2 separate regions of the Mus musculus genome follow, and region 1 is linked to region 2. A link is a contact called in public HiChIP or PLAC-seq data. All regions are on one chromosome and are shown on one strand. Each heading gives the region's core, a stretch centred on a gene start, on an enhancer-like site or on the middle of the called end of the contact. The rest is flanking DNA. Distances are from core to core; before and after follow the strand shown. Region 1 overlaps Myt1l (myelin transcription factor 1-like). Region 2 holds the start of Adi1 (acireductone dioxygenase 1).

What was found. HiChIP or PLAC-seq counts read pairs in DNA pulled down with a chosen protein or histone mark.
Region 1: an H3K27ac HiChIP or PLAC-seq map of extraembryonic endoderm stem cells shows a contact between it and region 2, with 5 times the contacts expected there. The contact joins the enhancer-like site here to the promoter of Adi1 in region 2. A contact is called at or near these places in 2 of 39 promoter capture datasets (cranial neural crest and hippocampal neurons) and 3 of 115 datasets of contacts at active chromatin or transcription factors (astrocytes, extraembryonic endoderm stem cells and stem cell-derived neural progenitor cells).

Annotation. Positions count from the first base shown.
Region 1 is chr12:29,745,412-29,752,584 of GRCm38.p6, reverse strand. All of the region lies in intron 4 of Myt1l (myelin transcription factor 1-like), which reads right to left. Among named protein-coding and RNA genes, the nearest start is that of C630031E19Rik, 63 kb to the right of the region's middle. Within about 2 kb of position 2,949, at least 13 of the 459 cell types and tissues checked have an H3K27ac peak or open chromatin away from gene starts, as enhancers often do. A contact at or near this core is called in extraembryonic endoderm stem cells, where this site is marked.
Region 2 is chr12:28,669,934-28,677,645 of GRCm38.p6, reverse strand. It overlaps Adi1 (acireductone dioxygenase 1), which reads right to left and starts at 2,439. Exons shown (of 4, transcript NM_134052.2): 1 at 2,274-2,439. The coding sequence starts at 2,393.

The DNA.
Region 1 (7,173 bases), core at 1,700-4,199, 1.1 Mb before region 2:
CCATACCCTGATTTCTGGAGGTTGAAGCTAGACCCAGGCTCTTGCCCCATCAACGAAGTGTTTGATGGATGATAGGAAGCTGGGGGCTGTGGGAGAACCCTCTTCTTACACCAAGTGGATTCCACCCCTTTCAAGGCTTGGGCTTGGGTTGCATGATCCAGAGACAAGAATGGGGACTTCATCTCTGCTAAGTCGCCATTTCAACCCTAAACCCTAACATCATTGCAAAACATTGGAAAGGTTATGGTATCCTTAGGAGAAGTAGACAGTAAGGTAAGTTGTATCTTACGTGTGGTACAAGGAACCTTTTTAAATTTACTAATTTTAAAGCCCCTTGATTAAAACAAAACTTGAGGGCAGAATTATTTTGTCAGCTCATTTTTTATATATATCTGGAAAGCTTGGATTCTCTTTTGAGAAGATATTTTACATGTATTTTAAAATACTCCCCTCAAAAACAAATGCCAGTTTCAAATAATTCTGAATTTTTTATCATGACTGTAATCTAAAAATTATCATATTTTATCTACCTTCTGCCACTACTCTGCCTAACAACATTTTCTCAGAAGTCAGCCTTCCATGATGTCTGCTTGTCTGGGTTGCTCCTCTATTCTTAAAGTCCCTTCCAGCTCTGGGTGAGGTGATGGCCCCTGACAGTCTCCAAGCTGTTCTCTCTACTCTTGCCCACAGGTCGATGTGGCCCAAAATTCTGCTCTTGAGGCTGCACTTTCAGTCTTGGCAGGTTCACTTAATGCATTAATTTAACTTTTTTTATCTAATTAGGAAACTCATGGAGTTTTTCCTCCGTAGTCTCTTTGCCCTTTATCACAGATTCTGCCCTCTATTTTAAGGCTCAGTCCACAGACTTTACCTCTAGGCCAGGCCCTGTACTTCAGAACAAATGCCAGTATGTTTTGCCCTGTCCTGGAGGCCTTACACCCCACCACCACCCCAGGCCCTACCCTCAGACCCAGTCTGTTGAGTGGGCTCCTTTCCAGGCTCTCAGATCCTGTCAATCATCTCACCAGCCAAATCTTTGACAGCCGTATGTCCTCAGTCACCTGTTCCTGAAGTTGAAACATTAGCCTGACTCTCCCTTCTGCTTTCTTAATCAGTTGCAGGGTCTTGCTCAGGAAGGTCTTTCTGCTTACGCTCATATCCTAGCTATCTTTCTGTGATGCCGGTATTTGCTTCAGTGTGGGCACACTTGACTCTAAACTGAAGACAGAAATGCAACATAAAGGACACTTGGCAGTTGGGGGTCTCAGAAAGGAATGACGGGTCTAATAGTCTATTTAAGTTTTATTTGTTCCCTCAACTGGCTGTGTATCCCCAAATCTGGGACATAGTAGAACAGGATGAACTGAGAACCGTCTCTGCTGTATATGCACCCTACCTATATAGTATAGCCCCACAGGAGTCCCTCATGCTGACCATCACCCACATATCTTAGCCTGGGATGCATGCTCCATTCATGGTGTGGCTCTCAGGCTCAATGAATTTCTGCTCTCAAATGGAAAGGCTCCCTTGTATTTGCCTAGTGTGATGTTTGCACAAAATACCCAACAGTATTTGTTGAATGGAAGCTGGTTTTTAAATTAGTAAGCATAAAGTTATAAACTGACTTTCACATGGAAAAGACACATGGTTGGAAGACAGCCAGCGAGATCTTTGTCATCCCCAGGAATGGTGTGGGAGATTTAGAGAATAATAAGAGAAGAGATGCCTAAGTTATACTGAGCTCACAATAATGCACAAGCTCCCCCGTGGACTGCCCTGTGACAGGGTGACAACCCCTCACACATACCAAAAGTCTACTGCAATGGTGCAGGTTCATTAGCATACCAATTTGTATAAATTTACATATAACATTCATATCACCTAGCACTCAAACGTGCATACTGGATAAAAATTTTAAAAAGGTAGTGTGACCCATTGCAATTATGATCAAATTCAATATTCAGAACATGACACGTGAAGCAAAACAAAAATCTACAACAGTCAATTATGAGCCTCGTAGGATGCCATTCAGGAGAGGTGCAATGCGGGACAGAAAACCAAACAGCCAGACTGGGGTTTGCAGCATGGGTGCTGTGAAGTGGCACTACCAACACCTGTCCTCAGGCATGGCTCACTTACAAGCGTGTACTGAGTGTTACTCTGTGTCGTGTTGCACACGAGAGATTGAAAGTTTAAAGTTTTGTTTAATCACAATAATAAAATTGGGTCACGGCCCTCACTGGGTCTATTGCAGAAATGCTTTGTAGATTTGTATGTGTGCTGCTGGAGTTCTGCTGTGCCCCATGCATGTCCAGGTAAGGTCTCCTGGGTCTTCTGCAAATCAAACAGCAGCAGTAGAAGCTATTCATTTCTCTCCTCTCACCGAAAGCTCATCACCTTAATAAGAACACAGCTGCCAGGCCTCACCAGTTTTCCTCAGAAAGGACCACTCACCATTGTTCTGGGCTATTCTAGCAATCATGGCAAGGCCTCCACACAGCTACCTAAGCACATGGAGTCTGCATCTTGATGCCCTCTCTCCCACAGAGGCTGTCCTCACACTTGAGTGATCTCAAACTGGAATTATGTTTACATGTGTGTGCAGATGTATGACCCTTTGTGTAAAGAAGCCAGAAAGGGTATCAGTTATCCTGCTCGCCCTCTCTCCACTTTAGCCCATTGAGACAGGCTCTCTCACTGAACCTAGACCTGGTCATGTGGGCTAAACTGGCTGGCCAGTGAATTGTAAAGGTCTGCCTGGCTCTGTCTCTCGGTGCTGGGGTTCTAGGTAGGTGTGCCATGCCTGGTTTTCCACATAGGTGCTGTTGATCCTAACTCAAGTCTTAATGTTTGTGCAGCGGGCACCGTTACTCACTGAATCATCTCCCCAGCGCCAGGAGTGACCGATCTCCTGTCTAAGTACATGCGAACAACTGGCTGTTGCACAGCCCTGTGTGTTTTCCTGGAGCACGATGCCCCTAAAGCTGTTACTCATTCATTATTATGTCTTGTGACTACTCACTTTTGCCGGCTATTGTTTTATGTGCTAAACCTTACAAAACCATTAATGAGAAATCACTCATCTTAACTGGCAGGTAAACAAGTAGAAGTAAGTTGAAGGGATTTTAGCTTTATTTGTGAATGGCGTGTGAAGCCTTGGAAACAATGGAAGAGTGACTAATGTGCTTTTCTTCAGTAGTGTCTTGAGACGAAGTTTGATTTGGGAAAACCCCTGTAAGGATAATGTAGACGACAGAAGCATGCAACCCAGATCAGACAGATATGATTCATTGTTGCTTCCTATCACAGCCGGAAGGCCTGTTGGATGCCTTTGTTGTGACTTCTTACACAGATGACTAACCCAGGTCTCCTGGATGTGTAGTCTCTTTGCGTTTCACCTTTCAAAATTAAATCAGATCCATAACGTCTCTGCTAAATTATGTGAAATACAAGTTTTTCTAGTGTTCTACATTTTAAGGACTGAAGGAGTGTTATTACCATCTCTGTGTGTGTGTCTTGTATGTGTGCATGTGCATAAATCCATGTGTATTTGTGTGCATGTGTTCATGTACATGGATGTATCTGTGTGAATGTGTGTATGTGTGTATACATGTGTGCATTGCATGTGTGCATAAACTCATGTATATGTATATACATGGTATGTGCTATGTTCATGTATACATTTAGATGCACATATGTATGCATGTGCATGCGTTTTTGTCTGCAAGTTTGTAAACATGTATGTATATAAACATGCATATGTGCATTCATGTACATATGAGGCCAGAGGTCGGTCTCATGGGTTGTTCTCCCAGAGTTCTCCACTCTGTATTTGTTTCAAAGCCTTATTTATTTTAAATCTATATGTATATATGTTGGTGTGAGTTTATGTGCATCAGGTACATATAGGTGTCTGTGGAGACCAGGGTGTGTTAGATTCTTTGGCTAAAGATGGTTGTGAGCCATCTGATACCGGTTGGGAATGGACCCTGGATCCTTTGCAAACTACTGAGCCAACCATCCAGCCCCTACTCCACCATGCTTTTGAGACAGGGTTTCTCACTGACTGTGGGGCTTGTGGATTGGTCAAAACTGATGATCCAGCAAACCACAGGGATCCATGTGTGTCCAGCTCCTCAGGAGTAGGACTATGAGCATGGACCATCATGCCTGGCTTCTTACATAGAAGATGGATATCACACTCAGGTCCTCATGTTTTCATGACAAGCACCTTACCAACTGAGATATTTCCCCACTTTACATGGCAGTAATTGATGTGCATGAAATAGGAGACACCCCAGACCAAGTGCCGAATCAGGCTTAAGAGCCCCATTTTCAATCTGCAATAAAAAGATGAGGACTAGAAAAGTCTTGTGACTTATTAATATTATACAGGAAAGCATCTGGAGGGGATTCCATCTGAGCCCCTCAGCTGCCTGCGAGAGCCAGCGCCCACGTTACAGGCAAACAGAGGGGCTTCAAGAGAGACTAGCCACACTTCACACCCCGCACCATGCTGTTTGTCAGTGAGAAGAAAACGCTTCATTTTTCAATCTATGAGGGTGATGCCAAGACTGAGCCTGTAAGTTCTAAGTCCCATCTTAGGCTTTTTCCTTCTAATAGAGGCGCTAGGCAGCAGCAGCCATCCCCTGAACATTCCAGGGAAAGTGAGTGTCAGTCCCTGGCTGTTTCCCACTAGAAAAGGTTAAGGGAAACCGTGTGCTTGGTCCCTGCAGCCCTGTGGGATCGCCATGTGCTATGGAGGTTATCTGCTGGGGAGAAAGGGTATCACCTCACTGCTGATGAATACTATACTTCTTTCAGACACTAACCAGGGAAAACAGAACAGGCAGAGTTTCAGGAGCCCTAAGTTCTGGTTTGGATCTTGCTAAGTTAGTATCCTGAAAATTGTGTCCAGTTTCTCTGCTGTGCCCTAGAAGTTGTCTTCAGTTACTTGGTATCTCATGAATTCTCAGAGATGTGCACTGTCATTGATTAACTAGAAGGAAGCATGTCTTCTTTCATTGCCTGTCACTTTAGCCAAGTTAGAGTTTGGAGATAACCTTTAAACCTAAGACGAATGCTGTAGCCCGGACTCGCACACATCTTTGGCCAGAGTCTGTTCTTGTTCAGCTCCCTTCTTGTCTCATCTTTCTACCTACAATTTGTGACAGGCACCTGCCATCAGGGAAGCTTGGTCCTCCTCTGCTTTGCTTCTATCACACAGCATCCCACCCCCACTGTCTCTCAATGGGCTGTCACTCTGTCAGGGTGGACTGTTTGGTATCTCTCAATTGGCCCGTTTCTATCTGTCCTGCCTGCCACCCTTTGGCAGGATCCTCTGTTGGTTTGACTGGTGTCCTAGAATAGATGACTATATTCTTGGTTGTCACCCCTGCCAGCAGTCTGTCTCACTCAATCGCCATTTCATGCTGAACCATCAACCCTAGGTGAGAGTGTGTTGCTTGTTTGCTTAGCATTATTCTTGTAGGTTTCAGAACAGTGAGATTGGTAATAATGAAGCCTACTTTACCTCTCTAACTTCCTCTCCTGCTGACTCTCTTCACACTGCCCACCTCCTCCCACACTCAGCCTTCAAGTACATAGTTCTCCATTTTTTTTCTCTTCACTAAACCCCACTTAGGTTCAGGACTGTGCACAGGAACATTTCACCCAGAGGCTTCCTCGACATCCTGGATCTCATCTGTATTAGATGTTCCTCTAATCATGGCTGCACACACTGGGACCACAGCTGTTTAGTAACTTGCATGCACTGTCTCACTCATATTGTCCTCTGTTGCCTCCAAGTTCCTGATTAATGACCTTGTTCTCTGTTTATTTCCAGGACTTGAGACAGCCACAGCACTTAGAAGACAACCAATATATCGTGCTGATGCATAGAGGTCCACTCCATGTCTGTCCTGCCCTGATGCTAATGATAATTAAGAACTACTTTGTGCTTCACAGTACTTTCTCTTATCAATTGTAGCATTTAAGCCTCAGTCTCACAAAAAAGTTGAGTGATAATTCTATGTATGATTGTATTGTGTCCTACAGATATATCTTCAGCTCAATAAATTAGAAAACTACCAGAGCCTTGACCTCTTTACTGTTAGAAGATGGAAAGTTTGTCATTTGAAGGAATGTCTAAAGTTGAATTAAACATGAGCAAATGTGACTCATTCATAACAAATATGATAAATGATAAAGAATGGATGGGATCTTGAATCTAGAGAAGGTCACAAGTTCTATGATCATTAAAACAAGACAAAGTTCCAACAAAGACTGGGGCACTTTGGTAGAGAAAGATGTGTCATACCTGAGTGGCAATACCTTATACAGTAGAGTATATCCAGTGCCTTAAGGCTTGAAGAGGAACATTGAGAGCTGTTCCAAGTAGAATGACTGCTACACATACAGGTATAACTAGTATGAAACCAGGTGATTGTGGTTCATGCCTGGCTATCCAGAGGGGTGGGTATCCAGAGGATCCAGACATAAGACATACAAAGGCTGAATATTTGTTGTGAGTGAGGGCAGTTATGGCCATACTCCTGTGGAATGTAATCTCTGCATGAAGGAATCTTCCTTCAGTGTGTTGGCTGTATGATTGTAGCACTGTGCATGTGTGTGTGGGACGGAGGAGTGTTTTCTCCAAGTGAGAACAGCTGTGGCTACATTCCTGTGGAGGAACCTACCTGCAGTGTACTGGCTGCAAGTGATGATAGGAATAGGTTACTGCTTCAACTTAATTTCTTTTGCCCTGGTATTTTGATTATTCAACCTTGTATGTTTAGGAACAAAGGGTTTATCCTAAGCACTGGACACTAGTTTATGTGCATATGAATCAAGGGATCTATCCTTAGCATTTGACAATGGGCTGTGTATAGGAACAAGGGTAGGGGAGAGGTCTCTCTTCAATACTGGATATTAGGGCTGTGCATTCTGGGTTCTTGGCAGGTAATAAAGTTTTACATGCATGCAGTACCTGTTGTGCGTATTACAAACACATACAATAGGCCTATACCAGGCATTTCCCACTGTTCCTGGATGGATGGAAAAAGACAAAATTGGACAAAGATGGAGTCTCAGTCTTCACCCTGGGTGATCTAAAAAGGACCCCTCCCCCCTTGGAGTTGGTGCATGACCCTAAATGGTGCAGATGCGAACTTG
Region 2 (7,712 bases), core at 1,190-3,689:
ATGGAAACATAGCAACACGTCCTTCCAGACCTGTGGCTGGATCATCCTAACAGAGCACTGCTTATTCTTTGCCCATCCTAGCACAGCCCTCCACCTCCTCTCTTGATGGATCATCCATTTTCACAGTGCCAGGTGGAAATTCCAGTTCTGCTAGAGTCCTGCTGGGTCCTCCACATTTGCAGGTGAAGTCCTTCTTCCTCACAGATGCCAAGACAACACTCACTCAGTGTGTGTGGCCACTCTGCCATCTTCCATGCAGCAAGTCTCACTAGACTCTCTGTGGTCAGCATGCTTCCCAGGCCCACAGACCAAGCTCAAGTTCATTGAGATGGACTGGAGTGGCAATCCTCTGGCCCCATTTAACTTTTCTGCTTCTCTCTGCCCCATTCTTCTACTGCAAAAGAAATCTAGATTCTAAATTAAAAAAAAAAAAAAACCATTCACTACTCTTAAAATTTACTGAATAATGTTGTGGCTCATGACTATAGTTCCAGCGATTCAGAATGCAGGAGAGAATTGTGAGTAGAGAGCTAGCCTGGACTACATAGCAAAAATCCATCTCAAAAAAAGAAAAAAATTCATACTCATACCCTTTCATGGCAAGGTCCCACATCTCAAGGTCCCACTCACAATTTGTGATTTATCACAATCCTACCTACTTTTTAAAAAAATTTTTTTAGATTTATTTATTTATTTATTTTATATGAGTACTGTAGCTGTCTCAGGCACACCAGAAGAGGGCATCAGATCCCATTATAGACGGTTGTGAGCCACCATGTGGTTGCTGGGAATTGAACTCAGGATCTCTGGAAGAGCAGTCAGTGCTCTTAACCGCTGAGCCATCTCTCCAGCCCCTACCTATTCTTTAAGGTCCAAAGCCAAGGACACGCACTTCACGACTGGATCTCCAAAGGCTGACAGAACTAATCTGAAACCCTACATGAAACTACTAGCAATGAATTTAGTGACATTTAACTTTGTTTTACAATGAAGTGCATATTTTATTATCATGGAACAACACACCAACACACAGGCATCAATATATTTTATGTGTCTGTATGAGTGCTTGTATGTCTGGGCACCACTCTAGTGTCTGGTGTCCACAAAGGCCAGGAGAGAACATGAGACCCCCTGGAACTGGCTGAATGCGCCCCTTCCTAATGTGGAAACTTCACCCACAGGATGACGTAAGAGGTGGGCCTCCTGGCTCCCGGTGGGGTCACAGCTGCTCCTGATTGAGATGAGTGGCTCTACTGCCCTGAGGAGCTGTTTAAGGTTTCATAGAAGTCAGCTATGAGGGGGCCTTCACCAGACACCCAAAGCACCTAATCGGGTTCCAGTCTCTACTGGGCAGCCAGTTCCTGTTGTTTACAGATCTGGTGTAGATACAAAGTCCTGAGTGTGACTCCTAATCTAAGGTATCCGTGATGATCGAAGGAAGGGACGAAGGCAGTATTCCAAAAGCTCTTTCACTCCAACGTTGTAGTCATAAGGGGCCTTTCTGTCACCCTGCTCTGTCCCCTTTCCCTAGCAACTTCTGCCGTGGGAGCAAAGACTAACTCAACAGGAATGCCAGAGGCCTTGCTGACCCCAACCCCACAACCCTGAAGCCATGCTTGCTGATCCAGGACAAAATTGCATCACCAAGTCCGTCCCATGCAAAGCCTTGATTTCATATGTGCACAACCCAGATTCTTCTCCAATCACCTATTTCCCCCGCTTCCTATCCCAAAAATATCCTCCTATTACTTGCAGACATGGATTTGAGCGTCGTTCCCACCTTAACGTGGCCACCCGACCTGTGGACGCTGCTTCAGCTGTGAGCACAGCATGTGGTGAGCAGGCCTTCATGGTTTTTAAGGGGCATGACTCTGCAAAGGACTCATCAAACGTTCCTCAGGCATGGCTCCAAGGCCAGTTGGTTTGCACTTCATTTTGACCATACCAATGCACACAGGCTAGATCCAGTTACCCCTCCACTAACCCCAGATTCTCTGCGGCTTTCCTGTGTTTGAACTGCGTTACCCGTGACACTACCATGTGACTGGCAGCTGGCCGTGCGTTTGCAAACACTAGCTGTGAACGCGCGCGAGTACCAAGAGGAAAGCAGGCGCCACCAGCCCAAAGCCTTCTCTGCAGTTATGGAAATCTCTGGAAACGGCGGCCTTGCTGAGCTTGCGCAGCACCCTAGCCCCCATCCCCACCCCCACCCGGCCCACCCCGTCACGGCGTGCGCGTGCGCAGGCGCGTGGTGCTCCGGCCTGCACTCGTACCTTCCAATAGAGCACTCCGAGCGTGCGCAGCTGCTCCAGGCTCACGGGGCGGTCGGGCTGTGCGCGGTGGGGCTTCCGCGGGTCGGCGGTGGACTCGTCCATATACCAGGCCTGCACCATGGTGGCGGCGGCGGCTTCCACTAACTGGCTGGAAGGGGCGTTGCTTGAAGGAGCCCCAACGGTGGTGGGCGGGGTGTAGGGCGGAGTTGTCGGGAGGGCGTGACCGCTCAGGTAGAATTCAGGACCAGGAAAGGCGTCTCACCCTCTGGAGAAGGTGGTGGCATATCCACAGCCTCCTCGGCAGTTATGTGTCTACCCTGTTTTCCTTGCAAATGCTATGATAAAATATTCTTACAAAGGCAGCTTTCAGGCAGAAAGGGTTTACTTGGCTCACAGTTCCAGGTTAAATTCCATCATTCGGGGCAGCAGAATTGTCAGAAGAGGAACTTGAAGCAGCTAGTTCATAGCCAAGAGCAGAGAGAAATGAATGCATGTGTGTTCACTAGTGCTCGGACCCTTTCTATACTTTCTTTTTAAATTAATGCAATCTAGATAGTCCCCCATAGACAGGCCACAGGCCAACCTGATCTAGACCGTTTCTCATTACTACTCACCTCCTAGGTGATTCTAGCTATGTTAACATGACTGTTAAAATAAACCCGTCATGGTGCTGAAAAGATGGCTCGAGCAGTTAAGGGCATCTGTTGCTCTTTCAGAGAACCCAGATGCAATTCCCTGCAGCCACTTGGTAGTTCACAACCACCCATAACTCCAGTTCTGGGGGATCTGCTGCGCTCTTCTGAATTCTGTGGCTATGTTCACACGTGTTGCATATCCAAGGCAAAACGCTTCTAAATAAACCTAAAATAAGTAAATGAAACTAACCTCCATGCTATCCGAAGGTGCAGCACAGATTAAAGATGGGTGTTTCTTCAAAATCTGATTAAGAAAGTCCCATGGGGGGGGGGGGGGCTGGAGAGATGGCTCAGTGGTTAAGAGCACTGACTGCTCTTCTGAAGGTCCTGAGTTCAATTCCCAGCAACCACATGATGGCTCACAACCATCCATAACGAGATCTGGCGCCCTCTTCTGGGGTGTCTGAAGACAGCTACAGTATACTTACATATAATAAGTAAATAAATCTTAAAAAAAAAAAGAAAGAAAGAAAGAAAAAAGAAAGTTCCATTGGTGGGACTTAGACCTCATAATATGATGCTAATTCGTTAACTGCAAACGGCAAGGGTGTTATAAAGAGTAAGAACAACAAATGGCTGTCATCTCAGGGTTGGGTAACAGGACCACACAAGATTTTAACAAATAGGGAGGTTTGTGGAATAGTGGCCCTTGGTGGGATAGCCATCTTTGATAGAAAAAAATTACCGTAGTTTAAAAGTATGACAACTGAGGACCAGATAGCTTTAAAGAATTTTTTGTGCTTGTCAGTGGTGGCGCACACCTTTAATCCCAGCACTTGGGAGCCAGAGGCAGGCAGATTTCTGAGTTTGAAGCCAGCCTGGTCTACAGAGTGAGTTCCAGGACAGCCAGAGCTACACAGAGAAACCCTGTCTCAAAAAACCAAAATTCAAAAACCAAAAAAAAAAAAAAAAGAAAAGAAAAAGTCCACAGCAAGTGCTAAGGCAGGGGTTTGAACTCAGGAAGCCTCACCTAAAATTCTGCTTAAAAAGCTGCTAAAATACAGAGCAAGAAGCAAAACCTTTGTTCAGCTGTAGAAATAAGAGTCTTGAGTCAGGAAGGCTGCCTGCCCCTTGCCTGCTTCTGGCTAGAGCAACACAGCGGGATCCCCGAGCACTGTGTGTTGGCTTCTGTCTTATGCAGAGATCAACTGGGATGAGAGAGGGCAGCAGGTTCATGCCAAGAGCATCATACTTTAGAAAAGTAAGTCGGTCAAGATGCCCCAAGGAATTGGGGGTGGGGGGCTCCGCATTTGCCAGCACCAGTTCAAGGAGAATCATGGAAAACAGCCCTCCTCCATCTCCCGCAGCATCCTGCCCATGAGAGTTCTCCTTTGAAGGAGACTCCTCTGAACTTGAACTGTTTCTTCCAGAATAGCCAGCAGCAGCCCAGAATCATGTTTCATGACCAGAATTTATTGCCCCAGTTAAGAACTGAGAGAGAACAGTTGAGATGTTTTGAAAGACAGCTAGTCTCCATCATTGCAAACCAGTCTGGGCTGGTCCCCCGCTAGGCTTTGAAAGAATGTGAGGGTAGTGCGTAGGTTCCTGTATAAAAGTCATTCTTGTGGTTGCTGTTGTTTTTCGTCAGGGTTTCATTATGTAGCCCTGGCCAGCTCGGAACCTTCAGACCAAGCTGGCTTCACACTCACTTGTATCTGCCTCTCTAGTGCTGGGATTAAAAGTGTGCGCCACTGTACCCAACCCCATAGCGGTGATCTAAAGATAAAGGCTAGTCTTAGGTTTGAGCATAGGGATGCATGCATGTGACTCTAGCTCTTGAGAAATTGTGGCAGGAGGATTAAGAGTTTAAGGCCAGGCTGGGCTAATAAGCAAGATTCAGTCTTAAACAGCAGCAGGAGTAACAAAAACATGCTGCCAATACTGCATTTAAAAAAAAAAATGAAGAGAAAAAACCCTACAAAACTTTTGTTTTGTCTTGCTTTTTGTTTTTCTGTGGAATAGCCCTGGCTGTCCTGGACTCGATTTCTTGATGTGCAGACCAGGCTGGCCTCGAACTCACAGACATCCACCTGCCTCTGCCTCCCAAGTGCTAGGACTAAAGGCCTGCACCACCACAAATGGTTTACAAAAACATTCTTAAAGATTTATTTCTTTTGGTTTTGTTTTCTATGTGCATGAACGTTTGCTTGCATGCGTGGATATATATGCTGCACAAGTCTTTAATGCCTGAAGAGGCCAGAAAAAGACATTAGATCTGGAACAGTGGCGAGGCACCATGTGGGGGCTGGTAGCCAAACCAGGATCCCCTACAAGAGCAGCCGGTGCCCTTAACCACTCTACAGGCCCACAAGATATTCTTAAGGTGGAAAGTCATAATATAATCCCAGCACTAGAGAGGCCGGGGCAGATTTAAATTTGAGGCCAGCCTGGGCTACATCATAAGAGAATTTCTCAGAAACAATAAAATCCTTAGCTCACAGAGCATTCCAAAGAGGTAACAGGATGTACCTGGCTCTGTTTAACTGTGGGTCCTGCTGTGTGCTATTAATAATTTATATCTGCTTACTGTGTATCTAACCCTTCTGACCATGGGGGTTAGAGCTTTTACCTTGTTTGCAAGCTAACAGGTTAGCCCTGCCCAGTGCATGGATGTAACCCAGAGAGACCTCACACAGTGATGAGCGGAAAACGTTGCCACACTGCCAGCATTTTGGCATAGGTTCCTGATCCCAGCGCCCAGTGGGCTGGATGGAGAAAGGGAACCTAGAGCTGAGGGAGCCGAGGTCTGCCCTCCATGAGGTCATGTACAGCGAGCGATGGGCTGTGCTTCCTCTACACAGAGTATTGAAACCTATCCTCTGGCATTTTCCTGCTTCAGCAAGGACAGGTTTTTTTAATGTCTTGTTCTTACCTTTGTTGACCTGGGTGAAGACCACAGTGACTGGTCACGTGGCTTGTCTCACCTTAGTAGCAGACAGCTGAGCCTCCCGTGAACCATTAACATATTGCTTCCGCTGTGCCGCTTTTGCTCCAAGCTTCACCGCACTTTGAGGGCCCTATTTCTTGTCCTTACTGTTTGGTCACTTTAGCACGCAGATGGCCGTACTCCAACAAGTCTTTTCAGTTCACACACCTGAGAAGGATTACAGTGGCTTTCACTGTGGCCTGATGTGGGATGCGGCTCTCAGATGTTAATCAGTCTGTCTCCAGCACATTTCCTCCCTCCCAGTTCCTCTCTCTTCCTGTCCTCCCTTTTCTCTCTCTCTCTCTCTCCCTCCCTCCTTGTATCTTGTATCCTCTCTTGTCTCACTCCATTCCTCAACCTCTTTTCTCTGTGTGGTGGCATATTTAATTTATTAATTATATATAATTTAATGTATTAACCCATCTCCCGTTGCTATAACACAAAACCTGAGGCTCTGTTCTTTATAAGAAAAAGATATATTTAGGTCAAAGGTTGGTGAGTTGAGGGTCAGTATTAGCCAGCCTCATCTGTTTGGCCTCTGGTAAGGAACGCCAGCTGCATTGCTTCACAGTAGACAGTGCCATAGTAGAAACATGTTTGAGGGACACAGGAAGCCAGAGATGCAGAGATGGTCTTCTGTTGCCTTCTCTCACAGGAAGTATGTGGAGTCTAGAGAGAACTAATGAATCCTTCTGAGGACAGGGGTCTAACAGCCTGTTAAAGGTCCTGCCATCTCTATTCTGAGGACTGGCATGGACTCTCCACACATGGGTTCTGGGGATGGATGCGAGCCACAGGACAGCTGCCAACAACTTTCTCTACAGCTTACTAGAAAGTCAGAGGAAGGGCTCTTTATGTAACATCTGGCATCCAGTCTTCTGGAAAATTCTAGCCATCACAGCTAAAGCAAAACACCAAACAAACAAACAAAAACCCCGCCAAAAGAACAACAACAAAAAAATCCCCATGGTATCTGTAGGACTGGGATGTTGCTCTGAGCAGCAGCCAGTTAGGGTCAAGACCAGGCAGGAGAGGCCAAAGAGAAGCACGCCAAGACAGATGTCCACACCCATGGCCATGCTGTCCACGCCTCTTGCTTCCTGTGTGTCCAGTAGAGGAGGGACTCAAGGGACACAAGAGGCAGGCAGAACTGCACTTGCCCTGGGTCCTCGGGCTCTCTTCATGGACCCTTCTACTCAGACCAGGCAGGAAAATGTGAAACCCACCCATTTTGGAGCTTAGCTTCAAGCTACTTTCCATGTTAAGGTCAGAACTGAATTAATGTTTTCAAACTGGAAGAGCCCGGAGGGCTTTGTGGGAAATGAAAAATGCTAAGGGGGGTGGGTGGGCATAATAACTAATTGAAGATGCAGCAATGGCTGGAAGCTACGTGAGACTCCGGGGTACAGGAGCTGGCGTTGGACAACAAAGAACGGAAAATAACAGCGCACCTGAAACTCAAGGGCCCATCTATAAATAAGCATGGGTAACCAGAAGACGTGGATAATGAGAATCACTGAGACTGACATGGGTCCTACACATCAAGGAAACCCAGTGAGTGCCTACCAGACAGGAAATAAGTATATTCCTGCCTCTGGCTTAAACAAGGAACAATCCCAGAATACCTTTCGAAGCTAGCTTATCAAATGTTGGAATTTTCGAAGCTGGGTGACAGAGACATAGCTATCTTCACTTGAAAGTGTCCAATAAGATTTTTAAGTTGCTATCTGTGTATTAAGAAACAAACCTTCTGGTGCTGGCGAGATGGCTCAGTGGGTAAGAGCACTGACTGCCCTTCCAAATGTCCTGAGTTCAAAT